2 separate regions of the Cricetulus griseus genome follow, and region 1 is linked to region 2. A link is a contact called in public Micro-C data. All regions are on one chromosome and are shown on one strand. The core of a region is the stretch at or near the end of the contact, and the rest is flanking DNA. Distances in the headings are between cores, read along the strand shown.

The links. A called contact is a pair of places that touch in the nucleus more often than the background predicts.
Region 1: a Micro-C map of the CHO-K1 cell line shows a contact between it and region 2, with 4 times the contacts expected there. The contact joins the promoter of Spred1 here to the promoter of Fam98b in region 2.

The regions. Positions count from the first base shown.
Region 1 is chr6:61,432,827-61,436,088 of CriGri-PICRH-1.0, reverse strand. Spred1 (sprouty-related, EVH1 domain-containing protein 1) reads left to right here and starts at 1,734. Exons shown (of 7, transcript XM_027422233.2): 1 at 1,734-1,885. The coding sequence starts at 1,854.
Region 2 is chr6:61,289,202-61,292,263 of CriGri-PICRH-1.0, reverse strand. It overlaps Fam98b (protein FAM98B), which reads left to right and starts at 1,747. Exons shown (of 11, transcript XM_027422232.2): 1 at 1,747-1,889. The coding sequence starts at 1,819.

The DNA.
Region 1 (3,262 bases), core at 485-2,984, 140 kb before region 2:
TTCAGTCCCCCAGGCCATCTTGTATATAGGCTGACTTCGTTGATAGCGAAGAGATAATAGAATTTATAGAGCCCGAGATTCCTAGTCCTTCAGTCACAAAGATCCCAGGCTCCAGCCATGAACCCTAGAAGGTTCCTATGCAAAAAGGACCTCTTGGGATGACTGCATACATTGTCCTCTGACAATGCAAACGTGACAGCTGCCTATCCAACAACCATTCCGCCTCCGTTCGTGCCACACAGGCATCTCCTGCGCTATAGTTATGCAACCTCACTCGCAGCGGGAGTTATTTCCTGTGCCGCTGGATGCGCCAGATTCATGTAACCCGCCTACCCCGGGCTTCAATGGAAGCCGTTCTCCATTAACAAGCACTCGGGCTTTCAGAAATGAATGCCCTGCATTGCATGCTGTTTGCGCAGTGAGAATCGCGCTGCGAGGTATTGAAATCAACTCTTTCTACACACACACACACACACTTTCTCTCCTCACTCCCCTGTGCAAGCAGCTAGGGGACTACAGCAATGCAACTAGAGGGACAGCAGGAGGAGCTCGCTTTGCAGTCCTGCCCTGTAACCCCCACTAACTAGAGATGAACTCAAGCCAGTTCCATTCTTTGCAAGGAAAACACAACACACGCGCGCGCGTGCACGCGCACCGAGCAGAACGGAGCGGCCTTCTGATTTCTTCCTCGAACACACGGTGGATGTGCAGCCTGTTTGTAGAGACAACCTGGACATTCCAGGCTGAGTAACGGGGAGTTGCGCGTCGCAACAATGCCAGTCCCGGAGCAGCTCTGCTCACAGATCCCACCCCCCGCCCCCTTTCGCGGCGTGCCAAGAGTTTGGAGCGCGCGCACGCACACGCGCGCGGTGCAGCGGTATATCCCTCCGCCGCCCTCCTCGCCCCGCTCCCGCTGCCCGACGATTTGGGAAGCGAGGGGAGGAGGGAACTACTTTTCGGAAACTTGTTATGCTGCCCACGATCTCGAGCTGCAGTGATTCGCCTGCGGGCCGTGGCTTTTAGGTCTTCCCCCACCTCCCAGAGGCCCCGCGCTGCCCGCTCGCAGCCGCGCCCCACGTCCGTCCGCTCGCCCGCCCGCCTGCTCCCGCGCGCCCCAGAAGTCGCGAGGGACTACTTCGCCTGCCTCTCCCGCGGGCGCCCCCGGTTCGCGCGGCGGAAGGAGCGGGCGGCGTGAGAGCTTCCGCCGCCCCCCTCGCGGCTCCCCTCTCGCGGGCGTGAGGAGCGGGCCCGCGGAGCTGCGCTGGTCTCGGCCCTCCTCGCCGCCGCTCGGAACTGTGCCCTCGGGCTCGGACGGCCACTTCGCGCCCTGCCTGCGGCCCCCAGCTGGAGCGCGTCTGAGGGAGCCCCTGAGGGCCGACCGGGTCGGCGCGCCGCGCGGGCAGCCGGCGGCCAGGCGGGAGATGGTGCGCGGCACCTCGGCGGACCGCGCCGCCGCCCGCAGCCAGCGCTCGGCTGCCCCCCGCCCCCGCCGCCGCCCTCCAGTCGGCGCGCCCTGAGAGCTGCACCGCCTCAGCCGCCGGCCGCGTCCCTTCCAGCGCCTGCAGCCGCCCGCGCCGTCTCGGCGTCGCACCCGGCCTCGGCACAGCGAACCGCTGGGGTCGCCACGGCCGCGCTCACTGCCGCCGCCCCCCTGCGGGGGTGGCCGGGCTGCCCGGCTCGCGGGGCGCCGCTCCGGGTGAGGCGTCCACCATGGTGAGGCCCCCGAGCCGCTGCCCGCGCGCCCCGCCGGCCGCCGCCGCCGCCGGCCCGCCGTCCCTCGGTGCCGCCGCTGCCGCTGCTTCCCCGCCTGCTATTGCTCCTTCATCTCCTGAGCGGATCACGGTGAGGGAAAGATGAGCGAGGAGACGGCGACTTCTGACAACGAGTAAGCGAGCCCTGGTGGGCAGCCCCCTCCCCCCCAGCCCGTCCCGCCCGGGAGGTGATAGATGCCCGATGTGTCGTCGGGTTGTGTTCTTTCATGGCAGCACCCCTTTCCATCTTTGCAATCGCCTCCCTGCTTGGGGAAGGCTATCGAGTGCGGAGCAGAGGCGGTGTAGCAATCGGACGTCTCCGAGACGGAGTAATGTGGGTGGCTCAAAGTGGAGTAGAAACTACCCTTTGCCTGCCCTTCACTCCTGCATCCCCCCCCCCCCCAGCACCTTGAACATCCAGCCATCTCCCTTTACATCTATTTCGCTCGGAAACTAATGTGTGGGTGCACCTCCTGCCGCAAACTGCTCTCGAATCCTAATTCGATGACTCAGTGACTCTTAAATGCTGCCGATTAAGCCTTCGCCCCCTGTCCCACTTTTTAAACTTATGACCTATACTGGTCTGGTAAAAAAAAAAAAATAGGGTTAGGGAAACATTTTAAGAATTAAATAGGATTAAGAACACCTGGAGTGTGGGCGATGTTGAGCTATTGTTTTGTTTTAGACCTTGGCGAATATTGAACTCGTCCTCATTAAGAACAGAACAATTAGGAATTTTGAATGCTAGTGTCTGGCTTTCGTCTGTGATAAAGCACCGTTTACATTGCCGAACGCGTTGGTGACTTTGTCAGTTTCATCTAGAGCATTCCGCGACTTTAAGTTTTTTGCTTATTTGGGCTGTCCTTATGTTTTCCAAACGAAGCACTGTGCCTTTTAAATATAGCAGCCGCTTGGAGGAAGAATGGTGCTGTAAGATTTTCCTGTTGAGAAGGGAGTTAATTTGAGGCAGAATATTGGCGTCCGTTTTCTTGTGATTGAGTTCAAGTTTTGTTTGTTTCTGGAGGGTTATGAAGAGTTAAATGAGGATGCATTCCTTTAAATAAAGTACATTCCTCAAGTCAGACCTCTTCGAGAAGGCTTTAAGGGCCAGTGCCGAAGCCCGCTTAGCATAAAATAGCTAGAAAAATACCAGGCAGCGTCCCCCCCTCTTTGAAAAGCACACACTGAGGGAGAGGGCGTGGAAGGAGGTGGATTGCTGCAGTCAGTGCAGTCTAGAAGCAGAAGTGGCCGCCATGTTCTCTCTTTTTTGTGAATCGCCCTCATTTGCATAGCACACTTCATTCATAAAAAAAATAATTAAACATCCATCACCTTGGACAACTTGAAAGGGTTTCCTAAGAAAAACATTCGAAGCTTGTTTGTCTTTATGTAGATTTTTGAGTTCGGGAAGTGAGGAGAATTAGAAGTTTTAGATTAAATTTTAGAACATACGCACACACAAACAACTACCCCAGTTCTCAGAATGTTGACACAGTTATGTGGGAAATATC
Region 2 (3,062 bases), core at 498-2,997:
TTCAGTTGAGGGGCATCTAGGCTGCTTCCAGTTTCTGGCTATTACAAATAGTGCTGCTATGGACATTGTTGAACAGATGTCCTTGTTGTATGAATGTGCTTCTTTTGGGTATATGCCTAAGAGTGGAATTGCTGGATCTTGTGGTAGACTGATTCTCTTGTTGTATGAATGTGCTTCTTTTGGGTATATGCCTAAGAGTGGAATTGCTGGATCTTGTGGTAGACTGATTCCCATTTTCTTGAGGAGTTGCCATACTGATTTCCAAAGTGCTACCCAGCTTTCTTACATCATGGTTTAACACTTTATTTTCCATTTTGTTTCCTCTTTGATAGATATTTTGCTTTGTACCCCCTTCTCTTAGTTGTTTGTTATGTTTGATGGTTTACTGAATATGTTTATGATGCTGGTGTACAGTCTTGGTATACTACCATAAATTATTTATTTTATAATGATGAATGCTATAATTCCTTAACTCTATTTGTTAATTCTGCCCCCAACAGTCTCTGTATTTTAAATTTCACATGACATTATTGTTTCTGTTTTAAACAGCCAATACTTTTCCCATTTTTCTCTTCTTAAGGGTGCTTTCCATCACTTTTTACACTTGTGTGTTTTCACCTGTCATTATTTTCTTTTCACTCAAAGAACCCCGAGGTCCCTTTTGACATGAGTCTGCTGGAAATAATTTATGCTAATTTTTGCTTCTCAGATGTTTTTTTGTGCCTTTTTTTTCCCTTTTCTTCTTCACCTGCCCCCTTGGCTGTTCATTTGTTTTGTGAGACGGTGTCCCACTTTGTAGCTCTGCCTGTCCTGAAGCTCACTATATAGCCCAACTTAGCCTTGAGCTCACAGAGATATGCTGCCTCAGCCTCCAGGATTAAAGGTGTGTGGTGACCGTACTTTTATTTCTTAAGGTGTTTCTGCTGAATCTGAATTTGTAGATACAGTTGGTATTTTGTTACTTACACATTCATAAATGATCAGCAATACAACACAAATCTGAGTATGTATTTGAGGTGATTCTGGACAGATGAAAACAACTGATCATCTATTTGGTTCTACATTCATGATGAAATAATACTCTTTTTTGTTGTTGTTTTGTTTTCGAGACAGGGTTTCTCTGGCTTTGGAGGCTGTGCTAGAACTCGCTCTAGGCTGGCCTTGAACTCATAGAGATCTTCCTGCCTCTACCTCCCAAGTGCTGTGATTAAAGGCGTGTGCCACCAACACCCAGCAGAAATAATACTCTTGATTTCTTATTAACATCAGAACACTGCTGAAGATATTAGCTCAATGGGCTTATTTATACACATGCTGTTATTTTCTACTGGAGATCATTATTGTTTTTTTGAGAATTCTTGTTATAAAAAGGGAAGAGTGTGTGTGTGTGTTTGTGTGTGTGTGTGTAGGGAGAGCCACTGGAAAGTTGGCTCTTGGTGGCTTCCAGAGGACCTGATCTGATGCCCTTTGCAGTCCTCCAGGGCACTGGCACACATGGCACGTATATACACCATAAATAAAAATTAAAAATCTAAGGTGGGGGAGTGTCCAACAGCTAAGTTTGAATCATGATCTTAAAAAGATAGACTTTAACACGTGGATAAGATCTAACAGAAAAGAGATACCTTTTATGTTTAAAAAAAATGTCTATTGTTACAAACATGGGTTCTTGGTAGCACCAAGCTTGGATTGTTTCCAGGCCTGGGTCCCACGTGCTCTTCCATGGTCGCCATGGCTACCTGCCCCGGAACCTTGGCGTGATGACGCTTGTTTCCGGCGGGATTTTTAGAGTGACGAACAGTTTTGGTCCAAGCGACCATGAGAGGGCCAGAGCTCGGGCCCCAAAGTAGCATGGAGGGGGACGTACTGGACACCCTGGAGGCCCTCGGGTGAGTGTTCTCGCGGACCGCTTCCCCGGGGAGGTACCCTGGCCCTGCGCGTGGCCGCTAACGCCGGGCGCGCGCGCCTCCCAGGCCGGCGGTGTGTGGGGCGGTGCACAGGCCTCTGCGCTCCCGCTACCCGCGATCTGGTGAGCCGGCGGGACCGAGCGGCTGTGGCGAGAGCAGGCCAGGCTGGCGCGGGACTGGGTCCCGCTGTGCTGCCCATCGCCTCCACCTCGCGGCCGGCTCTCCCCGGGCTTCGAAGGCCTTCTGTGTGAATGTATAGCCCGCGCGCGCCGCACCGCACCGCACAGCAAGTCGCCTCTGGACCGTTGTTGTAGCATGCCAGTCAATCTTTGGCTTTCCCTGGGCTCAGGAGGACTCACTCCAGCTTCTTAGATTGGAGACTCTCTTAGTTGAGTGCGAGTCCCAGTATCGAGCTTTCTCTACTCCTGAATGCACGTTTGTGTGGTAGGCAGGGAGAAATGACAGTTTTCAGAGCGACATTAGCTGAAAGGATCTACTCTCTGTTGCAATTTAATAATTCTGGGCGCTAGGCGCTATGAGGGAGGACCCCAGTGGTGGCTGCGATGAGGCGGTCTGGACACGCAGTATTACTCCCTCCCATCCTGGTTCTCTTCACAGCGCTGCTCCTTTTTCATGTTTGTCTCGTGAACTTCATCCAGCTCCCGGAAAACAGGTTTTGTGTCAGCTTTCTGCACTGATGGATTCCTGACCGCATACTAGAGTGGGTCTCTCACAGGGAACATTGACTTGGTAAATGCGCGAAGAAGTAGTTTAAAGGAGGGTGCATACATGTAAGCAAAGGTCCAAACGGTTGAGGGTAGATAAAACAAATCTCTTACATCACCGTTTGCCTCTTTACATGCACTTTCTTTTTATGGTAACTGTAGTCCGAAACCTTCAGGCCCCGCCCCCTTACTTTTGTTCCCTCAAACTTCTTTGTTCCACTAGCAAGTGTTACTTTTTTTTTTTTTTAGTTCAAATTAGGAACAAGCTTGTTTCACATGTCAATCCCTTCTCCCTCTCCCTCCCCTCACCCTCACCCCTCCCACCCCACTCCGACCCACCCCTCACCCCATCCACCCTCCATTCCCCAGGCAGGGTAGGGCCCTCCACAGGGGCTCCGCAAAGTCTACCACATCTTCCTGGGCTGGGCCT